Linked DNA regions of Mus musculus: all the other regions are linked to region 1. Evidence: chromatin contacts called from public promoter capture Hi-C data. All regions are on one chromosome and are shown on one strand. Each heading gives the region's core, a stretch centred on a gene start, on an enhancer-like site or on the middle of the called end of the contact. The rest is flanking DNA. Distances are from core to core; before and after follow the strand shown.

Region 1 (3,078 bases), core at 245-2,744:
ATTTTTAATTTTTGAGGTTTGTCTTCATAACAATCCTCCTGCCTCACCAAGAAAGTAATGGGTGTAAAGGTGTTAACCAACATGCTTGGTCAGCTATTACCTTATGTTTTAAATTATGCTTGTCTACATGAGAACAAATGAGTGTGAGTCCCCCCGGGGTGCAACACATGGAGTTACATTTGGTTCCCAGTGCACCGTAGTGCAGGGAGCCAAACCCTACTTCTCTTCAAGCCTGGTACACGCTCTTAACTGCTTTTTTTCCCAGCTATTCTTGGATTCTTTCCATGCAAAGTTCACTAAAATGATGCAGGTTACATTTGAGAAAAGTGGGCGGAGGAATTTCTCTTAAGACGTGGGTGGAACATAAGCTAGGAGTTAACAGAACAAATCGTGTTGCAAAGCAAAGGCTACAGTTGGTTTTGTTTTGTTTGTGGTACTAGGGGTGGACCCCAATGCCTTGCACACATCAAACAAACGAAGAAGCATCTTTTAAAATGGTGCACCGGTAAGTTTAAGGAAGCCAGCGAGGAGTTTCACTGTGACTAAATTAGTAGTTTTGAAGGTCTGCTGCGACCTGCTTTCCCTTAAGTTTTACTGTGGGTGTTTAATCCTGCCGTCTTCCAATGAAACAATCACATTTCTTTCTTTTTTTTTTTTTACCTTGAATGTGGCAGACATTGCTCCCAAAAAAACTATTTTTAGTAAATTCACAAGGCACCTTTAAGCTTTGTAAATATAGCAAAGCTTCAAAGGCCCACACGCCGTTCTCCTCCAAGGATCAAATATCCCACAACCCTCGGTGTTTTGTTACTATCTAGCTAACTACTGTATATAATCACATATGATTTTATAATTCTAAACAAGTGTGGGAGGCCGTGTCAACCACTGAGGATGCTGCTCCGCTCCCGCCTCCCGAGAAGTTTACACAACATAAATAACGGTCTCCTTTGTCTTCTCTGCGCTCCTTAGCCGTGCCCCACGGCGCTTCCCCAAGTCAGCATCCTAACGGGACCCCGAGGCGTTCCCCGCCGCGCTCTCGGGATGCGGGGACGACCGCAGCTCCAGGGCGAGACTGCGGCCCCGCGCCCACCCTGCAGCCCTGGCTGCGCGGCCCGCGCCGTGACTTCCGCTTGCCGCGAGGCCGGCGGGCGCCCGGGCGGAAGTACCGCGGGGAAGGAGGCCGCCCCGGAGGAAGGAGGCGCCCGCGCTCGCCGCCGCATCCCGCATCCCGCTCGCCGGGCCCCGCGCCAGCCGCCGCCCCGCGCCCTACCTCGGCCGCTCGGAGCCCGGCCCTCAGAGCGCCCAGGGGCCGCCCATAGGCAGGAAAGCTCCCGCCCGTTCCGTTCACTCCGGCCGCGCCCGCTCCGGGCGGCCCTGTCCAGTCACGGCAGAGGGCCGGCGGCGGCGGCGGCGAAGGCCACGCCAGCGCCCGACTCCCTGGAGCCCTCACCGCGGGGCCCCGGACGCGGGAGGAAGAAGCCGCCACAGCCCCGGAATGTGAGCGCCGCCTGCGCAGGCGCAGGCACGCCTAAGTATCGCGAGACTCTTCGCGCGGCCCGCGAACGGAGTGCGCAGGCGCGCGCGAAGCGGACGGTCCCTGTGCGGAGCTCCAGTCCCGCCAAGATGAGCGAGCGGATGGTCGGCTCGGTGACTTCCCAGAATGCAGGGTCACTCCGTGACGCAGGCATCGTTTGAAGCCCGCTGCAGTTGTCCAGAAGCCGTTTACACAGCTGTTTGAAAACGATGTTTGCTCATGCCTGTCTGCAGCCCTTAAGACTCATTCATTGTCTGGGGGCTGGAGAGATGGCTCAGTGGTTAGGAGCACAGACTGCTCTTCCAGAGGTCCTGAGTTCAAGTCCCAGCAACCACATGGTGGCTCACAACCATCTGTAAAGGGATCTGATTGCCCTCTTCTGGTGTGTCTGAGAGCTACAGTGTACTCATATACATAAAATGAGTTTGGAGTCAACCTGGGCTACAGAGCATGAACAAACAAAAATAAACCAGCAGAAATGTTAGGCACGGCAATATGAGTAGGCACACGGGTGACTCATCATGGTCAGGGTTCACAGCAGAGGTACCAGTAAAGCTTGCTTCTTTCCTGCAGCTAGCATCTCAGGGGTAAGGTGGAGCTCCCAGCCTTACCTCAGTCTTTGAGAATTTTCTAGCCATGGTACTTACTATCCTTGGGCTTCAAGTTAGCTCATCTCCAGGCAGCAGAAGTATTCCCAAATAAATCTAAAAGAAATGTTGAAAATCCTTAGTCATCATGGAAATGCAAATAAAAATGATTCTGAAATCCCACAATGGCTAAATAAATAAATAACCAACTCAAAACTGGGCAGTGGTGGCGCACGCCTTTAATCCCAGCACTTGGGAGGCAAAAGTAGGCGGATTTCTGAGTTTGAGGCCAGCCTGGTCTACAGAGTGAGTTCCAGGACAGCCTGCCTTGAAACCCTCCCCAAACAAACAAACAAACAAACAAAAAGACTCAGTGTCTGCCCTTTAGTTTCTTAAGGGTGGGTAGGGCAGGACTGCCCATATCCAAACATGAGAATATTCAGATGGTGATGGTGTTAGGGCTCTCAGATGTAAGATGTGTAATAATTAAGGTATTTTATGTGGGGTGCCCTGTAGTATTTAGTTTTTTTTTTTTTTTTAATCCCTGACATCTCTACAATGTGCCATATCCTTTATCCTAAAAGGCGGAACCACTAGCCTAATTCCATTTGGCGGTATTTCCTTCTGAGTCGCTTGGTTGTAGAATTATCCTGGATTCAGAGTTCTTACTATAAGCCCGGAACATGAAATTGATAGTATTGGGCTGGAGTTATGGCTCAGTGGTTAAGAGCACTGACTGTTCTTCCAGAGGTCCTGAGTTCAATTCCCAGCAACCACATGGTGGCTCACAACCATCTGTAATGAGATCTGATGCCCTCTTCTGGTGTGTCAGTGACAGTACACTTACATACAGGAAATAAATAAATAAATCTTGAAAGAAAGAAAGAAAGAAAGAAAGAAAGAAAGAAAGAAAGAAGGAAATTGACAGTCTTCTGTCTCTAAATAGACTTCTGAGGG
Region 2 (3,078 bases), core at 379-2,878, 1.2 Mb after region 1:
GATTTCAAGAAATTATATTCAGGTAGGGAGATAGCTATTACTGAAAGTAACAGAAGAGAATATGTAGGGAAAATACACAGGAATTCCAGTCCCAGACAGAGTACAGAACACGGTATTCAGGGATAGACCCATTTAAAATGATTTCATGGATATGCATGTGTGAGTACACGTGTGTATGTGGGGGCCAGAGGACAACACGGAGGTGGTTCTGAGGCACCATCCCTTGTTCTGTTTTGAGAAAGGGTCACTCATTAGCCCGGGACTTGCCAAGGAAGTTAGACAGCTAGCCAGTGAGTCCTAGGGATCTGCCTGTCCCTGTCTCCCCAGTGATGGGGTTATAAGCCTGCGACACCACAGCTGGCTTCATAAGGACATTTTCACACGAATATTTGTTGGATATATTCCTCTGGTGTCCCCTATCCCTGCACAGTTCTTCTCCAGTGCTTGGCGAATCCTGGCTGTGCACCATTGTTTTTTTCCACCCGGGTATCTTTTGGTTTAACAGAGACATAAGTGGGAGGATCAGAGATGTGAGCATGGCACACAAAATGGTCATTGTACTTTCCGCTATTTTCTTTTAGTTTACTATCATGTATATACAATATCCTTTAACAACCAAGATCAAAAGACAGAAAAACGTCTTGGGAGGCAGAGGCAGGCGGATGTCTGTGTGTTCGAGGCCAGCCTGGTCTGTAGAGTGAGTTCCAGGGCAGTCAGGGATACACTGAGAAGCCCTGTCTTCAAAAACTAAAAACAAAAACAAAACCCCCGAACAAACCAAATCTCAAATTAACCGAACAACTTTTCCCAAGTCCAACCGACAAACCCACATTTCTTTTTTCTTTTTTTTTTCTTTTTTTTTTTTTTTTTTTTTTTTTTTTGGTTTTTCGAGACAGGGTTTCTCTGTATAGCCCTGGCTGTCCTGGAGCTCACGTTGTAGACCAGGCTGGCCTCGAACTCAGAAATCCGCCTGCCTCTGCCTCCCGAGTGGTGGGATTAAAGGCGTGCGCCACCACGCCCGGCTCAAACCCACATTTCTTATCAATTCCTTCATTCCACAAACATCTAACCTTTCTCCAGGAGCGACAACTTGCAATGGCCTTTTGCTTTAAGGGCACGATGAGGACCTTACAGTGAAAAACAACTCTAGAAAAAAGATATTTTACATGCAGGTAAACTGGAGGATTTATCTTGACTCTCTTTTTTGAATAAGCAAGGCTACCAAGAAACTGGTAAGAAGACCATTTAAAAAAAAAGTTGAACTCTTGGTGGGGGGTGGGGAGGGGGAGGGAAGCAAGTCGGGCAGTGGTGGCACACGCCTTTAATCCCAGCACTTGGGAGGCAGAGACAGGCAGTTTTCTGAGTTAGAGGCCAGCCTGGTCTAGAGTGAGTTCCAGGACAGCCAGGAAACAAACAAAGAAACCCTGTCTCGAAAACAAAACAAAACAAAACAAACCAAACAAAAAAAAGCGAATTTAAGGAAGAATCAGTCCTATTTCAAAAGGGAAAGGTGGACGCGCGCTGCATGGCGGGATTTGTAGTTCCGCGAGTGAGAGGCGCCAGCGCGGAGCGACGCGGCGCTTTTTCGGCGCATGTGCAGGGCGACGGCGCCAGACTCAGAGTATCCAGCTTCCGGCGCGCGGTCCGTGAGGAGGGAGGCATGGCGGCGCCCGCTGCGGTCCTGGGCCCCTCGGCCCTCGGCCAGAGCGGCCCCGGCTCGATGGCGCCCTGGTGCTCAGTGAGCAGTGGCCCGTCTCGTTACGTGCTCGGGATGCAGGAGCTCTTCCGAGGCCACAGCAAGACGCGCGAATTCCCGGCGCACAGTGCTAAGGTGCACTCGGTCGCCTGGAGCTGCGATGGCCGTCGCTTGGCCTCGGGGTCCTTCGACAAGACTGCCAGCGTGTTCTTGCTGGAGAAGGACCGGCTGGTGAGCTTGTAGGGCACGGGCTTGGCGGAGAAGAGGGCTGTGTGCGGAGGGAGAAAAAGCAGGAGAGGTAGGGGTATGGCCTGTCGTTGGCGGTGATGAGGAAGGGGTTTGGGGCTGGAAGAGTTGGAATGACGAAGGGGGTGAGGCTGCCTGGCGGAGAGCAGAGAGCGAACTTAGTGGCAGTAAAGAGGTGTGGCGACGTGGCTGCGGGCCGGGGGAGGTTGAAGTCAGGTGGCAGAAAGTGGTGAGGGTCTAGAAGAGCCCTGGTGACGAGTGGCTAGGGACTAATGGGGTGGTAGAGCCCCTAGGGTGGAGAGGAAGGCTTTATTTGAAAATGATAGCGCAGGACAGGTTGGTTGAGGTGGTGGTGGAAAAAGAAAGAAGGGAGGCCAGGAAGGGCCAATGTCAAAGCTCAGAGAGGTTCATGGGGGGGGGGGGGAGGGGGTGTTGTAGTTTTGGAAAAAGAATTAGATTTCTGTTTTGAATTATCCAGATCTTTGCTGGTTTCAAGGCACCACTGTTTGGATAAAAGTGGCATCTGGATTCTGTTCTTTTAAGGTCAAAGAAAACAACTACCGGGGCCACGGAGATAGTGTGGACCAGCTTTGTTGGCACCCAAGCAACCCTGACCTCTTTGTCACCGCATCTGGAGATAAAACCATTCGCATCTGGGATGTGAGGACTACAAAATGCATCGCCACTGTGAATACGAAAGGTGAGTTCAGAGAGAGGGGGTTCTGGAGGAAAAGCTAGTGTGATCTGCAGCAAGCATCTTTGTAGCAAGTGCAGGTTATCAGGATGGGTTGTATGTGTCTGTCTGGAGAAGACAGGAACAGAACAGAGCACTTTTCTGGCAGGCTGTAGATGTATAGGAGAGCAGTGGAAACTATACAAGAGTAGTATGTGCAGAGGCGTGGAGAGTTTGGGAGATTCAGGCAGGTTACAATGGCTGAGAAACCATGGGCGATCTGGAAAGTTGTGCGTTTTGTTTAAAGGCTGTGTTCAAAGAAGCAGTGTGGTAGTTTGAGTAGGCTTGGCCCAGGGCATGGCACTATTAGGTGTGGCCTTGTTGGAGGAAGCGTGTCACTGTGGGTGTGGGCTTTAAGACCCTTATCCTGGCTTACCTGGAAGCCATTCTTCTGTATGCCTTT
Region 3 (3,078 bases), core at 293-2,792, 1.2 Mb after region 1:
ACAAGCTAGATAATACAAAAATGCAAAAATTATGTTCCTCTCTTAAAGAGAGAGAACACATATTGTCCCAGCTAGTTTTACATCAACTTGTAACAAGCTACAGTGATCTGAGGGAAAGGGACCTCAATCGAAAATGTATAGCCTAAGATCCAGCTGTAAACAAGTCTGTAGGGCATTTCCTCAACTAGTGATTGCAGTGGGAAGACCCAGCCTATTGTGGGTGGAGCCACCCCGGGCTAGTGGTCCTGGTTTCTGTGAGAAAGCAGGTTAAGCAAGCCAGAGGTGGCAAGCCGGTAAAGAAAGCATCGCTTCACCATACGGCCTCTGCACAACCTCTACTTCCAAATTCCTGCCCTGCTTGAATTCTTGTCCTGACTTCTTTAGTATGAACAGCGAAGTGTAAACTAAACCAATTTCTCTCCAAGTTGCTTTGGGTCATGGTGTTTCATCACAGCAACAGTAATCCTAAGACACCTACCTTTGGGTGTAGGAAGACTTCCCAAAGGCAACTTAGAATGAATGAGCACTCAAAATGTGATTTACACGCTTATAGAGTAGCTGACATTGATTTAGGACACATATTAGGAAGAACAGAGAAGGATCCCTTGATTTTTGAAGCCACAGCATGTAGATCATGGTAGGGGTCAGGTCACTAAATTTCTGTGGAGAGTTCTAGAAAGCCAGAGACCACAGATATTTTTATTCCATCACTTCAGGAGCAGGGACAAAGATAAAGAACCGAAGGAAAAACAAAGGTGGGAGTGCCCCGCCCCCTGGCTTTGTATGTGATTCGCATCTGCAAAGCAAAATTAACTGTCCTTCTCCACAACTCAAAAATCGGGGCCCTAGCTCAAGAACTAGGCCCTGCAGCGCAGCCGCCACCATGCCAAGGGCGGCGCTTCCCTCGCTCGCAGCCGGGGCTCCTGTTACCTCCTTGCACACATCTGTGCCCATCATAAGCCAAACAATTACGCGCTCCCGCGCGCCCGCCTCGAGGTCCGGGTGGCGGCTGCGGCCTGGCCAGGACCCCCCACTCCTCCCGCTGCCAAAGCTCTGGAGCCAGCTCGGGCCGGAGGCCACCGCCGGCCACCGCTTGGCAGCTCGCACTGGTGCTCAGTGTGTCGCCCATGTGCTCGGCCGGCTCCGCAGCACAACCCTGTAGGGCTCAGCGCTGGCCAGCCCGAGGCCTGCCTTGCCAGCGGCGCCACCGAGCTCCTCGAGGCCCGAGGCCGCCAAAGGCGGGAAGACACGGCGGCGGGGAGCCAGGGTCGCAACGCTGAGGCCCCGAGGGGGCGACGCTCGGCTCCCGTCGGGCGTGGCGAGCGGCAGTGGATTCACTCACCACGGTTCGGCGGGGCAGCGCGCCGGGGGTCCGAGACAGGGCCCGGCGCAGCCTCCGCGCCCTGCCCGAGCGGGTCCCGGCCGAGCTCTCGGAGCCACTGTCGTCGGAGATCACGATAAAGTCCTCCATGGCTACGGGCCCGGCGGAGCCACGCGCGAGCGGCGAGCGGCCCCGGCGACTCCGACTCCGGTTCCAGCTGCTGAAGCGACTGCAGCGAAGGCGTCGCAGACACCGGGGTTAGTACCCCGCCGGCCCCGCCCCCTCCATTGCCCCGCCCCCACCGCGCCCCGCCTCCAGAGGACCGGTCCCGCTCGGAGCCCCGCCTATCTCGGGGGCAGCCGCGCGCCCGGGTCAGGGCAGTGTCACAGAACCCTGGAGGAGCCAGGCTCCCTTTCCCTCAGAGAAGGAGAGAGAGGGAAGAGAGGGAAAGGGAGGGATAGAACCGAGGGGCTGGGCCGCATGGTCGGCGGGCTTGAAAAACGCTGAGGTTGAGAGGTTGTCCGCCGCCGCTCTCAACCGATCACAGTGGGCAGTGCTGGTGACGAGCCCCTGGCTGCAGGTGTGAGGACTGGAGTGAGCTGATGGAGCCTCTGATAGCGCATTTAATTGACCCGGTAGTGGAGCCTGCACCTGGCAGAAGGAGCAGTGACGCCTTCGGGTTAAAGAAGCCCTGAGGGGCTGAAAAGGGTAACCTGAACCTAGGGTTTTATTGACTGGGGCTTCTGGCTGAGATAAGGGAGAGATACCCACTCTTGTGTGTGCAGGTAAATCCGTGGGATAAATTCCCAGAAGCAGGTTTATTGGATCAAATCTATGTTTTTATTGTTATTTTGACAAATGGTACCAAATTGTCTTAAGTTGTGCCGATTTGCGGTTTCACCAACAATACGTGTCGCAGGAATTTAAACTGTCAGATGTAAGAGTTTGTTGAGTTTCTAGTTGACAGAAACCACTGAAAAGGCACATACAGAGAGCTATGAGGTCCCAGAGTGCCCGTATACTCCAATGCTGTGAGCAAGCAGAAAATATAGGGATAAAATTGTATCCCCATCAGAGGGAAATATGGGTAAGTAGTGAATTCTTTGGTTGTTTTGTTGAAGGGTAGGGACATTAAATCAAAATAGGGCCCATGGCTATTTTAAAAATGTGCAATACTGACAAAACCCTGCTGCTTATGCTCAAGTAACTTCAAAAAATAGAATAATAAAATGTCTTTAACAAAAAGGGGGGAGTTCCTAGAGGCAAAGCTGTTGTGTGCTGTCTAAGCAGCGTGTGATGCAGTGTTTTCTAATCTTTAGTGAACTTCTGAATCAGCCAGAGAGTGTATAATAAAGTTTGCAGGACTACACACCAGTGTTTCTGACTGAGAAACTGAGTTTTGGGAGTGAGCCCCAAATTGGTATTTCTCTCAGGTTTCTAGGTGATATTGACATTGCTTAGAGTCTGGTGAACACACTTGAAGGTTCACTGCTCTGAGTCAGGCATCACGGTGCTTGCCTTGAATCCTAGCTCTTGAAAGGCCAAGGTCAGCCAGGGTGAGAGAAAGGGAGAGGAAGGAGGAGGAAAAGGAGGAGGGGAGAGGGAAAGGGGAGGGAAGGGAAGGAGAGAGATCACTGGCCTGTTGGGCAAATAGCTTGACCACAGGTTTCAGATGTTTTGGTCCAGTGGGTGAATTGTTATAAAGGGATACAGTAAAGTAAGTTTCCTGTAGTGCTATCAAGCATCCATCTCAACAC
Region 4 (3,078 bases), core at 335-2,834, 1.1 Mb after region 1:
AAAACCCCGACTAATGGAAGAAAAGACACTATAGCTCAGAATGAGTGGTAGTAGTTTGTCAAGTGTTCCAAGCAGAGAGATGCATGCAAAGAACAGGTAAGAAACAAGTCCCCTTCGTGAGGGCCAGGAGGACCTGCTGCATGAGAACACCGGGCTGGAGAGATGGCTAAGCCATTACGGGCACTGGCTGCTCTTCCAGAGGTCCTGAGTTCAAACCCCAGCAACCACATGGTGGCTCACAACCATCTATAGGGGGATCCGATGCCCTCTTCAGGCAGCCAGAACACTGGAACACTGGGGGAAACCTTTCGTGATCTAGCTTGTCAGAAACCTGTTTGTACATGTATCTAACAGGCAGGTTAACTGATGGCAGTTTTGTGGAGTTGTGTGGGGTATTTTATAAGCAGTGTTTGTCAAATACCTGGCATATGAACCCTTAGCTGTTAGTCTGCCAGTGTAAGGCATGTGTGGTGAAAGGTAGGTGGACCATTTGGATACACAGGATAAGGAAAAATCCTAAGTGTTAGAATGTTCTGTATCTTGTGCCCTGAAGAGAAGCAGGAAGGGTTTCATAAAGGGGAAATGTCCTGATTAGAAATGCATTGTATGATAATCTCCAAATAATCTAGGCCCTGGGGCATCAGTGAGGACAGGGAGAAGGGGGAGTGTGTCTCTTGCTCACTCTCTAACAGGTCCACCTCGAAATTCTTGGTAGGCAGCCGAACAGAGTTGAAGCCCCAGGTAGGGACGTGGCCTTCCACCGGTGGCTTCCCGGCCAGCATGCGCAAGAACGTGCTTTTCCCTGAGCCATCCAAGCCCAGCACCAACACTTCCCGCTGCTCCAGCTCTTCCAAGGCCGGCTCATCTTCCTCGTCCTCGGGCTGTGGGACAGAGACGAAGGCTGCAATCCCCAACCTCCTTCTTGACCCTCCCTTCCCTAGGGACAACGAAGTGCACCACGGTGCCCCTGCACGCCATCCACGCGTCCCGGGGCAGGCACCTGTGGTCTGACATTGCAGGGCAGGAGCTGCTTTTTGAGTCCTAAACTAAAAGTCTCACTTTTCTTTTTGACTCCTCATGATTTCGCGCACAATCTTTCTCATCATAAATCCTTGGCTTCCACGAACAGTAAACCCAAGACAATCCCAAGATCTCACGATTATCCGGCACCGGGAATGAGGGCTCTACCAGGGATCCCCGGGGCGGCGCCACTGCGCTTACTGCACTGTCGCCTGGCTGGCTCCTACCGCGCCCACGGGGCTACCGAGCCCGATGCCCTGCCCGGGCCCTCGCGCTTGCACTCCGCGCTCACAGCATGCGTAGGCCTCCCTGACCTCGGCGGCTCGCACTCACCTCCCACTCGTCCCACTGAGGGAGGCGGGCAGTGTCCGCGCCCCACCAGGCCTCGCCCCGGTCCCAGCGCCGCTCCCGGCCGCGGCCGAAGTAAGCTTTCCAGAGGATAAAGAGCACAGAGCCCAGCACGGCTGCGGCGCCACCCAGAGCCAGCACCAAGGGGCCCAGCGGCCGCGGCGCCATTTGGCCTGGGAGCAAGACCGACCAGCCTGCGGTGGAAGATGGAGCTGTGGCCGCGCCCACCCGCCGGACCCCGCCACACTACAAGCCCCACAATGCACTGCTCGCTGCCAGCGAAGGCTGCGCTTGTATTGCGGTGGGGAAGGGGCACTAGGGTGGGATGGGCTTTCCGAGTAGGGGTTCGGTCCAGGATGGATCTTCCACTCCCTGACCAGTGTGGTAGAAGTGAGGCTGTGCGGACCTGTTGAGTCCCTTCAGAGAAGGAAACACTGAGACTTAGCAGGTATTAAGTTGCTCAAGGTCGCACCATAGTCTAGTTTGGCATTTAAACCCAATCTATGTCACCTGGGTATTTCTCAGGACCACAAAAAAGAGAAATCTCGAAACTAATTATATGGGATCATACGCCAGTGGGATGGCAGAAGGAAGAAGTTTCTCCAAACCTTTGGTGGCTTACTGTGCACAGCAATGAAGAATGTCTGTCTGGCAAGGAAAGTTCAGAGCAATCACATTGTCAGCCACTCCCAGAGACTGCAGGGCTTCCAAGTACTGCATCAGAGAGAAGAGAAACAGGAAAAAAAATGGTGCCCCAAGCTACAGCAGTCCTTTGGCCTTCACTGCGTCTGCGGGATAATGGGAGAGAGTGTCCCAGTGTCCAGCTATGCCTGCCTCTTTAAAGTAGCACGCACACTACACACTCCTTAGCCAGTTTCTCTGTGCCCTAACCTCTGTTCTTTTTGGGCCCCCTTACTTTTGGCTACATATCTATGCTGCTTCCCCTTCTGTCTTGACTTCTTGTTTCTTAGGGTTTTTTGTTTTGGTTTGGTTTTTGGTTTTTCGAGACAGGGTTTCTTTGTGTAGCCCTGGCTGTCCTGGAACTCACTCTGTAGACCAGGCTGGCCTTGAACTCAGAAATTCGCCTGCCTCTGCCTCCCAAGTGCTGGGGATTAAAGACGTGTGCCACCACGCCCGGCTTTGTTTCTTAGTTTTAAAAAATACCTCTATCGGAGTTGTAGAGATGACACTGGTTCAGAGCACTGGTTGCTCTTTCAGAGGACCTGATGAGTTCTACTCCGAGAACTCACACAGCTGCTCCCAACCTTCTGTAACTGCAGATCTTATCTGGCTTCTGCAAACACCATGCACACTCATGCCCACAGTGCCCAGATATACAAGCAGGCAAAATACCTCTATAAAAAAAAAATCTCAATAGCAACACCTCTTTGGGGGAGGTTCATTTTGCTTATTTGATAGAAGTCTGGAGGTAGCAGAATAGAGCACTCTGAAAGGTTTTACTCTCAGTGGCACTCAACCTCATGGTGACTCTTTAATATAGTTCCTCATGTTGTGGTGACCCCAACCATAAGATTTTCTTTGCTTGCTACTTGGTAACTCTAATTTTGCTACCGTTGTGAATTGCAATGTAAAAGCTTGTGATTGTGGGTTGAGAACCATTGATTCAGAAATTACTATTTGCAGAGCAGGAGAGAGATCTCCCTTCCCTTTCCCTTCCCTTTTCCCCTTCCCCTTCCCCTTCCCTTCCCT
Region 5 (3,078 bases), core at 283-2,782, 1.1 Mb after region 1:
GGAAAAGGCTGGCCTCAAACTCAGCAAAACTGAGATTATAGTCTCAGGCCACACCCACTGATGCTACTTCTTACAATTCATAGCCATCTGTAAGACAGGGCCTGTTACAGTATGGACCCTTTAGGGCTGTGCATTCAAAAAGCTAACATGCTTTAGTCAAGTTCTCACGACATCACAAATATTTAGTGGGCGGTGTCTGGCATTAAGGCTTAGCATAAAAAGTGCTAAAAAAAATCAATATTTAGCACATTTCCTATTAGAAAATGAGTTCTATTGACTTCAATTTATCTGGAAAATGATTATTAATAGTAACAACTGTTTAGGCACATTTTACAGTTTACAAAGTTGTCTTCTTCTTCTTTTTTTTTTTTTGTTTTTTTTTTTTTTGTTTTTTGTTTTTTCGAGACAGGGTTTCTCTGTGTAGCCCTGGCTGTCCTGGAACTCACTCTGTAGACCAGGCTGGCCTCGAACTCAGAAATCCCCCTGCCTCTGCCTCCCGAGTACTGGGATTAAAGGCGTGCGCCACCACTGCCCGGCCCCAAAGTCTTCTAAATACCGTGTAACACCCATAAACTCAGTTTACCTCCTAAAACATCCGCAAGGGAATAGACATTTTGAAGTTATATGTAAGAACTAAGGATACGGCTAATGCCATGGTTACCACCACCCGGGTGGCATCCTCCCACCAGACCCTCCACCTGATTAAAGTGCTTAGAGCCTTTTTTTTTTTAAAACAAAACAAAACAAAACCAGAAACATCCACTTAATGGGGCGGGTCCTGCAGGTTGCCACCCTCCTCAAGCAGAGTCAGCCGTTCAGGAGCAAGCCGAAGGGCAACAAATCCAGTCAGAGGCCTTCGATGATACTTCATGTTACATTGTTTCCTCCAGAGGCGTCCTCCCACATTTCTAGGGCAGGTGCCAGGTCTGTGTGTGGGCGCTTCTTTTCCCCACTACAACCACCCAACACGAGCCCTAGGGACCACCGAGAGACCCCCAGCAAGCGTCGGTGAATAACATGGGATGGTGGTGGTCTGCGGTCCAGCCCTGCAAGCTGATGCCAACTCTGCGATTGGGGATCTGAGTTATCTCTAGCACATCCCCACCAATCGATGGGCGGAGAGGGTCTGGCGGGTTAATCAGGCCGGCAAGGATTGCAGACCAGCGACGCTACGGGAAATCAAGGCAGCTGACCCACTGTGGTCGAGCCCGGCTAGCAGAGGTGGCTGGAAGGCTGAGGACCCACAGAGGTTGGGCGCCGGGGAAATCCGGGCAGTTGGCGTCTGGGGGGGAGGGGGCCGCCTGCGGGTTTGAAACTGGTCCCAACCCCAACCTGAGGATGGTTTTGCGCTCCTCTAGGGTCCCACTCCCCATCCCGCGGCGGCCTGGGCTGCACCGAGAACTCGCTGCTACCTGAAACTGCAGCAGCTTCTCGGTCTGCTCCTGAGTTAGATCCTGCTCCTCAGGCGCCGCCATTTTGCCGCCGCCTCTACGCTCCTGACCCGTCCGCACCGTCACCCGCCGGAAGTGATCTCAGGTGTAACCACTTCCGGCCTGAACCGCCGCCGGGACTCAACTGCGTCTGCGCGCGCTAACTCGCGGGCACCCTCCCCGCCCCCTTCCGAATCTCGCCACCAGAGGGCGACGTTCGCGTGTCTAGGCCGAACAATTCAGGACCCTGCCGATCTATCTCCCAAAGATCTAAAATTGATGAAAAGATGACAGACCCCAGAGGGTCAGTGTACCTCCAGGAGCTCGAGAGAGTCCCGCAATTTGGCTGCTCCTTAACCGTTTTTTTAAATTATCTACGATATTCTTGAAGATTTCTCAGGAAACGATTGCTTTCACGAAATAGCGCCAGTTTGATACTTAATCCTTTCATAAAGTTGGTCTGCCTTATTAGGGGAAACAGTGGTGAGGCTTTGTTGTCTCTTGCTAGGAGTGTCTGTAACCAGGTTAATGGTGCTTCCCAGACACTCAGCTCTGTACCTCGTCCAACCTCATGCCCAGGCCACTCGCCCTTCATCCCTTTGACAGACCAAAGATAAGATAGTTGGTCTGAGTCAAGGAAACTTGACTTTAAGTGTGTATGATTCCTTGCATACGAAGGGTATCCTGGAGCAAGCCACCTAGACTCTGTTACTTTTGGTTGAACGCGATTGACTTAAAGCCTGCCCATTCCTCCTTTGCCTTTTCCTGGGCACACTGCGGTGGCCAAGACTTGAAGATCTTGAACTCAAGAGCAACCTGCACTACATAATGAGACCGTGTGTCAAAACGACAACAATCAAAGGAACAACACACACACACACACACACACACACACACACCCCGAGTGCATTTTATTCCTAACCTTTAGGCCCTTCTTAGCCTAATATTGTCCAATAAAAACGTGAGCCACACGAGCAATTTTTTAATAGCAGCCATACTAGGGAGAAGTGATGTTCTGCTGATGGGAAACTAAATTATTAGTTCATCCATTACAGAAATCAGAATAAAGACTCCCCTCACAATTAGTTAGAACTGTTATACAACCCAGCTACACCAGTTCTGGTGCACACTTCCAAGAGTCAAAGTCAGTTTACTATAGACATACCTGTAATTCACATACTTACTGATATGCACAATAAATCATAGACTCAGCCTAAGTGTCTACCAGTAGATGAGTGGACAAAAAAAAAAAAAAAAGTCTGTATATAGCAGGGCATGGCAGCACATACCTTTAATCCCAGTACTCAGTTGGTAGAGGCAGGTGGATCCCTGAGTTCCAGGTCAGCCTGGTCTACAAATCAAGTTCCAGAACAGCCAGGGCTACACAGGGGAAACCCAGTCTCAAAAACAAAACAAAATTCTAGCACTGGAGAGATGGCTCAGCAGTTAAGAGCATTGTCTATTCTTCCAGAGGACTTAAGTTCAGTTCCCAGCACCAACATGGCAGCTCGAAAAAGTCTAAAACTCCAGTTCCAGACATTCATAGGTGCAGGGAAAACAACAATGCACTTAAAATAAAAAAGTTTGCCAGGCGGTGGTGGCACACGCCTTTAATCCCAGCACTTGGGAGGCAGAAGCAGGCAGATTT
Region 6 (3,078 bases), core at 385-2,884, 1.0 Mb after region 1:
GCTGGGAAATGAACCCTGGTTCTCTGGAATAGTAACTAGTGCTCTTAATCGCTGAGCCATCTCTCCAGCCCTCTGTCTAGAATTTTTAAAAGCAAATACACAGTTACCAAATTAAAAAAATTTAAACTAGGAGTGGTGGTATAATGCCTGTAATCTCAGCACTTGGGAAGAGGATCAAGAGTTGAGGCTGCCTGAGATAGAGGAGATTATGTTTATAAGCACACAAAAACAATAGTAATACAAAGAAAAATTTAAAAATCTGCCCTCCTTGCTGGGCAGTGGTGGCATAATCCCAGCACTTGGGAGGCAGAGGCAGGTGGATTTCTGAGGCCAGCCAGGGCTATACAGAGAAACCCTGTCTCAAAAAACAAATCTGCCCTCCTGAACAGGTGCACCCTAATGAGAATTCCTGTGTCTTTTCCCAAATCACTTCCCACTGTATGCTGATACAATATTCAGTTGAAATTGATAATATTGTTACACCTTGTTAGTAAATTGGTTTGTTTTTTAAATATTTGGGATTATGGGATGCATCCACAAAGTACAGAGTGTCACCCATCTGTAGCCACAGAGGTTTAACAAATGTTGCCATTTTCTACTGACATCCTGTTCTGGGTTGGTGGACTCTGTAGTAGTCCAGTTACTACAGACCGGCCTAGTAGACATGAGTGCTTTAGGTAATGGTGATGTTCTGCTTATATAATCGATGCAGACACACCATACCCCACTTTGTATGTTTGCCTGGCCGGGGGGGGGGGGGGCATCCTAAGGGGACACCGACGTCTGCCCCCTCTCTCGCCTCAGCTGTGTTACTATCTGGGTGTGTGATATTTTTGTTGCTTGTATTTTGAAGACAAGGTCTCTGTAGCTATGTAGACCAGGCTGTTCTCGAACTATTGATCCGCCGGTCCTGGAGGAGTGACTCTTCTTTCCGGTACAGTGGCTTGCTTGTCCTGATCCCTAGGCTCTCAGTCGTTGAGAAGCTTAGAGAACTAAACTGCAGAAACCTCCCTGGGCCTGGTTCAGGAGATCCCAACTCTTCCCACTTCAGCTGAACTAGAGCCTCTCCACCCCTTTTCCCGGGCCGCGCTAGGGGCGGGGTGCCGAGATGTTTCTGTGACGTCAGCACGCGCAAGACCAATCCCCCTACCCAGGAGACGTTAAATCATTTGCATGGCTCCTCAGTCATTGGTCTCTTCAGCCCTGGGTTGTCCCAGCTGTTTAAAGGCGCCGTCTAACGGAACAGAAAGCGAGCGAGTAGAGAGGCGAGGTGAGCTATGAGGTCATCGCAGGCCTGCCGGGCTTGTGGTGACGTCATCTCCGGGAAGTGTGCTTGCCGAGCTAAGAGCGGTCCTCTCACCTCGGCTGCGTGAGAGGCTGCGTGCCCCACAGAGGCCGCGGCCCTAAGAAGGTAACCTTGACCTGTTAGTGCGTGCCACGGTCCCCGTACCTGGGCTCGCACCGCTCATCACCTGCGACTCGGCCTTGTGGGCTTTGAAGTATGAGGTGGGGGCGAAGAGGCTTTTTTAGCCAGCCTTTCAAGATGGCGACCCGCTAGTCACGTGCCGCCCGCAGGACGCGATTGGCCGACGCGCGGCGCGGGGCGGGGCCTGCGGGGCGGGGCCTGCGGGGCGGGGCGGGTGTCCGCTCTTGCCGCTACTGTTTGCTTGCGCGTCCTGGCGCGCCCCCGCGAGCCGCCTCCCGCGCTGCGCGCCCCCGCCGATCCGAATGTTGTGAATCAAAACGTGGGGCTGGTTCCATCCGGCCGCCGCGGACAGTTCTTAAAGGGCCAGCCCGCCGGAGAGCACAGCTGCGTCCTGCGCCGCCCTTCTCTCGGGCCCGGGCTGGGGAGGCGGAAGACAGAGCAGGCTCGCGAAGGAGCGGGCGCTTCACCGTCCGCACCCCGCATCGCGAACAAAGGAGCCCGCGTGTGGTCGGACGGCTGCCGGTGAGTCGGGCCGGGCCTCTTAACTTCGGACCCGCACCCCGGAACTACGGCTCCCTCGGGGACGCGTTGTTTGCCGGCCTCGTAGGCGTCGATCCCGGGCTGAGGGAGTGGTGGGAGACGGCGGCGGGGCCCCCGGGCCAGGTGCTGCCTGCGGCTACCTAGTCCGGGCCGCTCTTCTGCCTTGCAGAGCGCTGCGGTGGAGGGGAAGGAGCCAACCCCTCCCCCTGCAGCCGCCACTTCCTTTGTTGTTGCTTTTGTCTCACGCCGAGCACATGGTCCGGGATCCTCGGCTCTTAAAGTCACAGCGCTCTAGCCCCAGCGGTGCTGCCTGCCTTTTCCCCTCAGTGTTCCTCCGAGTGCGGCATTACGGAGTAAGGGGAACAACGGAGGCCCCTCCTGAGACAGGTGTACGAGCTTCGGTCCCATCCCCAAGGAGGGGTAGCTTTGGAAAACTGCTGGAGCCCCACGGCCTGCTTTGGGGAGGAGCCTTATCCTCTGGGACTTTGTTTTCCTTCCCCATAATGTGAACACCTAGTTTCTTGTCTGTGGCTTTTTTAGGGGCGCCCTGGGGAGATTTCAGTCTCTATTGTTAATAAGGCTTAGCCGAAACTAAAGGGGTTCTTTAACCAAGGTCACCCAGGGAGTCTAAGCTGGCCAAGGTGTGGTGGTTCCGCCCTAAATCGCCTCCTCGGCCTTTGTGGGAGTTGGGAAGCTCCTACTTAGAGGGAGGTACGGCGAGCATGTAGGGTAGGGGAACTTGTATTCCCACCTAAGCCTGCTCGTCTGCTAGAGGGAGTGAATCTTTCTGCAAACCGACCCTATTCGACTCTACTCAAGGGTTAGAATGTGTGCTTGGGACTCTGTACTTGGCTGGCGGGGTTGTGGACCCATGGGGACAAGAGATAGACTTAGGGGAGTTTACACAAACTTTATGGATAGAGAGCAGTACAGTGAAGAGAGGTGTGGGAAAGCAGTGGTGCTGGTTGACCTTGAGTGTGTTGATTGGTCCAGCTCAGTCACTCTTGCGTCTCTGGGACACTACTCACGCATAAAGATACTACATCTCACACGTGGCTCCTGAAGTACTCTGTAGTTTTCCCTCCGACCACTGTCATTGAGACTACTGGGGC
Region 7 (3,078 bases), core at 275-2,774, 1.0 Mb before region 1:
AGTTGAGTGTGAAACCGTCCTGCTCCATGGAGGAACTGTTTCCATACAACAGGCATTATGGGCTGGCATCTAGCAGAAACCCTCAACTACTACTCTAAGCGTTTCTAAACCTACTGGGTTTTCAACTTTAACGGTAACTCCCATACACTAAGAAAATCCAAGCACTCTTTGTTTAAAAAAGAAACACACAGCCAGAGTTGGTGATGGCTCACCCCTGTAATCCCAGCACTTGGAAGCTGAGGCAGGAGGATTGGCCAGAGTTCAAGGTCTGCCTAGCAAAACCCTGTCAGAAAGAAAAGAAATCACATGTACCCTTTCGCTTAGCCTCTGTCAAAGCAACCAACAAATTCCATTGATCGCCCAGTGTCCGTTGCTAGGTAGGCATACACTTGATAGTGCTAGGCAACAGGCATGATGTGATCAACTCCACCAGACTTCAAAACTTTTTCCACAGAAAGATAAACAAGATATACTTAGCACCACACCCATCTAAACGCAGCAGCAGCCAGAAATACCCACCCCCCACCCCCCTCCAGCTGCTCAGGAAACACTGTCTTTTACGATCAAGATAAAGATCTAGCCTACAGTGTTCGGCCGTTCCTGCCTTCCAGGTTGGCCGGGACTCCTTTCGCCGGGGCCATCACAAACCGGACACACACACACACACACACACACACACACACAGAGACACGCTTCGGATCGCTGGCACACCTCCAAATACCTCGACCATCCCCGCCAGCTCCTTCTGCAACCGAAAAGTCCGGGCCACTGAGCATGCTCTGACCCTAAGACGGCCGCCACCGGGGAAGTTCCCAGAGCTTAGGGTTCCCGGCTCGGCGCAGCCAGAAGCGCAGAGGAGAAAGGGCAGGGGGAGGGGATGGAGTCTGAACTTGGGCACGCATGCCCAAGGGAACCACCGGGACCGGGGCAGAGACAAAAGCTGCTTCGCTTCCTCACACAAAGTTTAGCGCAGCGAGGGAGCCTCTGCGACGTCCGGAGAGTGACGGGCGGGCGAGCGGGCGGGCGGGCGGGCGGGCGGGCGCAGGGGCGGGTCGCCGCCAGCCGGCTGGCCGGAGTGTAATTCCCACCGATAAGCGCGGATCCTTATCTCCCAGACACAAAGCGGCGGGGCGCGCGCTCGGCCTAGGCCGCCTGCGCGGCTCCGCGCGCGGGCCCGGGCGTCGGTGGCGCGCCGAGGTGGCAGCGGCCTCGTCCGCGCCGGCCTCGTCGGCCGCGCGGGGCCTCCTTAGCACCGGGGCCTCCCGCGCTGCGCGGAGCCCCGTCCCGTGCCGTCAGGTCCCGCGTGGGGAGCCTCTAGGCCTCCAGCCTCACGCGGGCCGCTGCCGCCGGCGCTTGTCCCTCCGCCGGGCCCCGAGCGCCCGCCCTGGGGCCCCTCACTCACCTCCCCGCCGCCCAGGCGCGCTCTCCTCACGCCGTCGCCGCGCTGTGCACGCGCCGCAACTTTATTAGCAGCTCGGCCCCGGGACAAGCGCTCGGCGCCCGCTCGCCGGGGACCCGGATGATGAGGGGGAGGGGGGGCGGCGGCGGAGGGCCGCGGCGGCCGGCGCATGCGCGTCGGGAGTGGCCGAGGCCTGGCTTCTGCTGTCCGCAGCGAGCCTGGAAGTGGCACTTGGGTTAGCCAAGCTCACCCGCCTTATAGCGAAACGGTCGTCCTCGCTCTGGAGAGCTGGAGACCTTTCTAGCCAATCTAAAGCGTTAAAAAGTATCTTCAGCTACAACTTCGCCGTTTTCATTGATTTGTAATAGAAACCCTAAGAGACAGAGACCTCTGGCTGAGCATCAGATACCACACAGCTTACTAGATGTAGCCTTAATATTGCTCCCAAAGGGGGAAAATCCTCTGCAGGTGGAGATAGTGCTGAACCCGGAGCTGAGGACGAGTGGCCATTTCTCAGGACACAGTCCCAGCTGTTCACGGGACACCGCCCCACATCTGGAAGCCGGGAGCGCCTTGAGCTCTCAGGCTTCAGCAAGTGGAGGCTTAGAGGTGCTCGAGCTGTCTTACAGGGTAGCTCTGTACTAATCCGGCTGTCTGGCTTCTCTTCCCCTCCAAACGGTCAGCTTGGACAGCAAGGGAAAGCTTTTTAAAATAGTTTCGTGTTTATTTTTAAAGGTCTTTAAAACTGATCCCCCCCCCCCCCACACACACACACCGGTTTTCTTTTTGAGTAAATTGGAACTATTTTTAACCTTTCCCAGTCAATCCCATCCTCCAATATCAATTCTGTAGATCCCTAATTCTGACAGTTTCTCCTCACTTTTATTACCACCTCCTCCGCCTGAACCAGGGTCACCTCACTTGACACACAAATGCGGCGGTTTCCATGTTTCTCCAGACTCCAACGGCTTGTTTCTATTTGGAAGAGATTAAATAAATGCCGTGAGGAGGCGTTTATGGAAGCAGCCATGTCAAAGGGTGATAGGTGAGAATCCGGCCAGAGCTGGGGAACTAGAGAGAGAGCACCAAGGGAAGGCAGCAGCTGTGACTGCAGCCAACCATCCGCAGGAAGAAATGTGGCAGTGTCCGCCCATTATTGGCAGATCTTCTGGCTTTTCGAAGAAAGTTGGAAATGCATCTTTTTCTATACTAAAAGGAAATCACACATTTATCTGATCAGCTGCCTCTTTGTCTCTTTCCTGGGCTCCCTGACCTGCCCTCCCCTTCTCTTTTTTAGACATTGAGAAGACTCACCCTGGTACAAGCCAAACAAAACAAGCCCATGGTCCCAATATAGCCTACAGGCCATCAGTGTGCAATCTCAGGTCTCCATCTTAAACTTCTTTACTACATCATAAACTCTGCGCAGGAGGACTCTGTATGCGCCAACACTGCCTGGCTTACTGATTCCTGGCTGTTAAGTCTTTGCTGTTACCGGCCCTTGGAAGGCATGGCTTCTGGAGCCTGGCATGGATTTACAACTCCCAGACGTACCTATAACCCTACTGAAAGAATGCCCTTTTTTCGGAACTGATGTTTGCAGCCGACTTTGCTTAATATTGTGTGTATCAGCGCCGTTCCTCACTTCAAGAAACTATTAAAAATCATTTCACAAATTG

The links. Promoter capture Hi-C pulls out the DNA fragments that hold promoters and counts their contacts. Capture Hi-C pulls out chosen DNA fragments and counts their contacts.
Region 2: a contact with region 1 is called in a promoter capture Hi-C map of liver, with 2.2 times the contacts expected there. The contact joins the promoter of Thoc3 here to the promoter of B230219D22Rik in region 1. A contact is called at or near these places in 1 of 39 promoter capture datasets (liver) and 1 of 484 Hi-C or Micro-C datasets (B cells).
Region 3: a promoter capture Hi-C map of pre-B cells shows a contact between it and region 1, with 2.4 times the contacts expected there. The contact joins the promoter of Simc1 here to the promoter of B230219D22Rik in region 1.
Region 4: a promoter capture Hi-C map of liver shows a contact between it and region 1, with 2.2 times the contacts expected there. The contact joins the promoter of Arl10 here to the promoter of B230219D22Rik in region 1. A contact is called at or near these places in 5 of 39 promoter capture datasets (the C10 cell line, hematopoietic stem and progenitor cells, liver and 1 more), 1 of 115 datasets of contacts at active chromatin or transcription factors (fibro-adipogenic progenitors) and 2 of 9 other capture datasets (liver and macrophages).
Region 5: a promoter capture Hi-C map of adipose tissue shows a contact between it and region 1, with 2.2 times the contacts expected there. The contact joins the promoter of Faf2 here to the promoter of B230219D22Rik in region 1. A contact is called at or near these places in 3 of 39 promoter capture datasets (hippocampal neurons, liver and neutrophils), 1 of 115 datasets of contacts at active chromatin or transcription factors (extraembryonic endoderm stem cells) and 1 of 9 other capture datasets (adipose tissue).
Region 6: a contact with region 1 is called in a promoter capture Hi-C map of liver, with 3 times the contacts expected there. The contact joins the promoter of Rnf44 here to the promoter of B230219D22Rik in region 1. A contact is called at or near these places in 6 of 39 promoter capture datasets (the C10 cell line, cranial neural crest, liver and 3 more), 2 of 484 Hi-C or Micro-C datasets (B cells and CD8 T cells), 5 of 115 datasets of contacts at active chromatin or transcription factors (bone marrow-derived dendritic cells, embryonic stem cells, pancreatic cancer cells and 2 more) and 2 of 9 other capture datasets (adipose tissue and liver).
Region 7: a promoter capture Hi-C map of liver shows a contact between it and region 1, with 2.6 times the contacts expected there. The contact joins the promoter of Smad5 here to the promoter of B230219D22Rik in region 1. A contact is called at or near these places in 3 of 39 promoter capture datasets (the 3T3-L1 cell line, liver and pre-B cells) and 1 of 115 datasets of contacts at active chromatin or transcription factors (pancreatic cancer cells).

Annotation. Positions count from the first base shown.
Region 1 is chr13:55,691,540-55,694,617 of GRCm38.p6, reverse strand. B230219D22Rik (RIKEN cDNA B230219D22 gene) reads right to left here and starts at 1,494. Exons shown (of 2, transcript NM_181278.2): 1 at 1,271-1,494.
Region 2 is chr13:54,467,390-54,470,467 of GRCm38.p6, reverse strand. Thoc3 (THO complex 3) reads left to right here and starts at 1,628. Exons shown (of 6, transcript NM_028597.3): 1 at 1,628-1,927; 2 at 2,486-2,642. The coding sequence starts at 1,661.
Region 3 is chr13:54,502,269-54,505,346 of GRCm38.p6, reverse strand. It overlaps Simc1 (SUMO-interacting motifs containing 1), which reads right to left and starts at 1,542. Exons shown (of 10, transcript NM_176987.4): 1 at 1,343-1,542. The coding sequence starts at 1,471. LOC115486438 (a long non-coding RNA gene) reads left to right here and starts at 1,033. Exons shown (of 3, transcript NR_168901.1): 1 at 1,033-1,578.
Region 4 is chr13:54,573,553-54,576,630 of GRCm38.p6, reverse strand. Arl10 (ADP-ribosylation factor-like 10) reads right to left here and starts at 1,584. Exons shown (of 4, transcript NM_019968.3): 1 at 1,354-1,584; 2 at 683-881. The coding sequence starts at 1,536.
Region 5 is chr13:54,620,238-54,623,315 of GRCm38.p6, reverse strand. Faf2 (Fas associated factor family member 2) reads right to left here and starts at 1,532. Exons shown (of 11, transcript NM_178397.3): 1 at 1,413-1,532. The coding sequence starts at 1,475.
Region 6 is chr13:54,686,364-54,689,441 of GRCm38.p6, reverse strand. It overlaps Rnf44 (ring finger protein 44), which reads left to right and starts at 1,634. Exons shown (of 11, transcript NM_001146026.1): 1 at 1,634-1,948.
Region 7 is chr13:56,701,456-56,704,533 of GRCm38.p6, reverse strand. It overlaps Smad5 (SMAD family member 5), which reads right to left and starts at 1,524. Exons shown (of 7, transcript NM_008541.3): 1 at 1,403-1,524.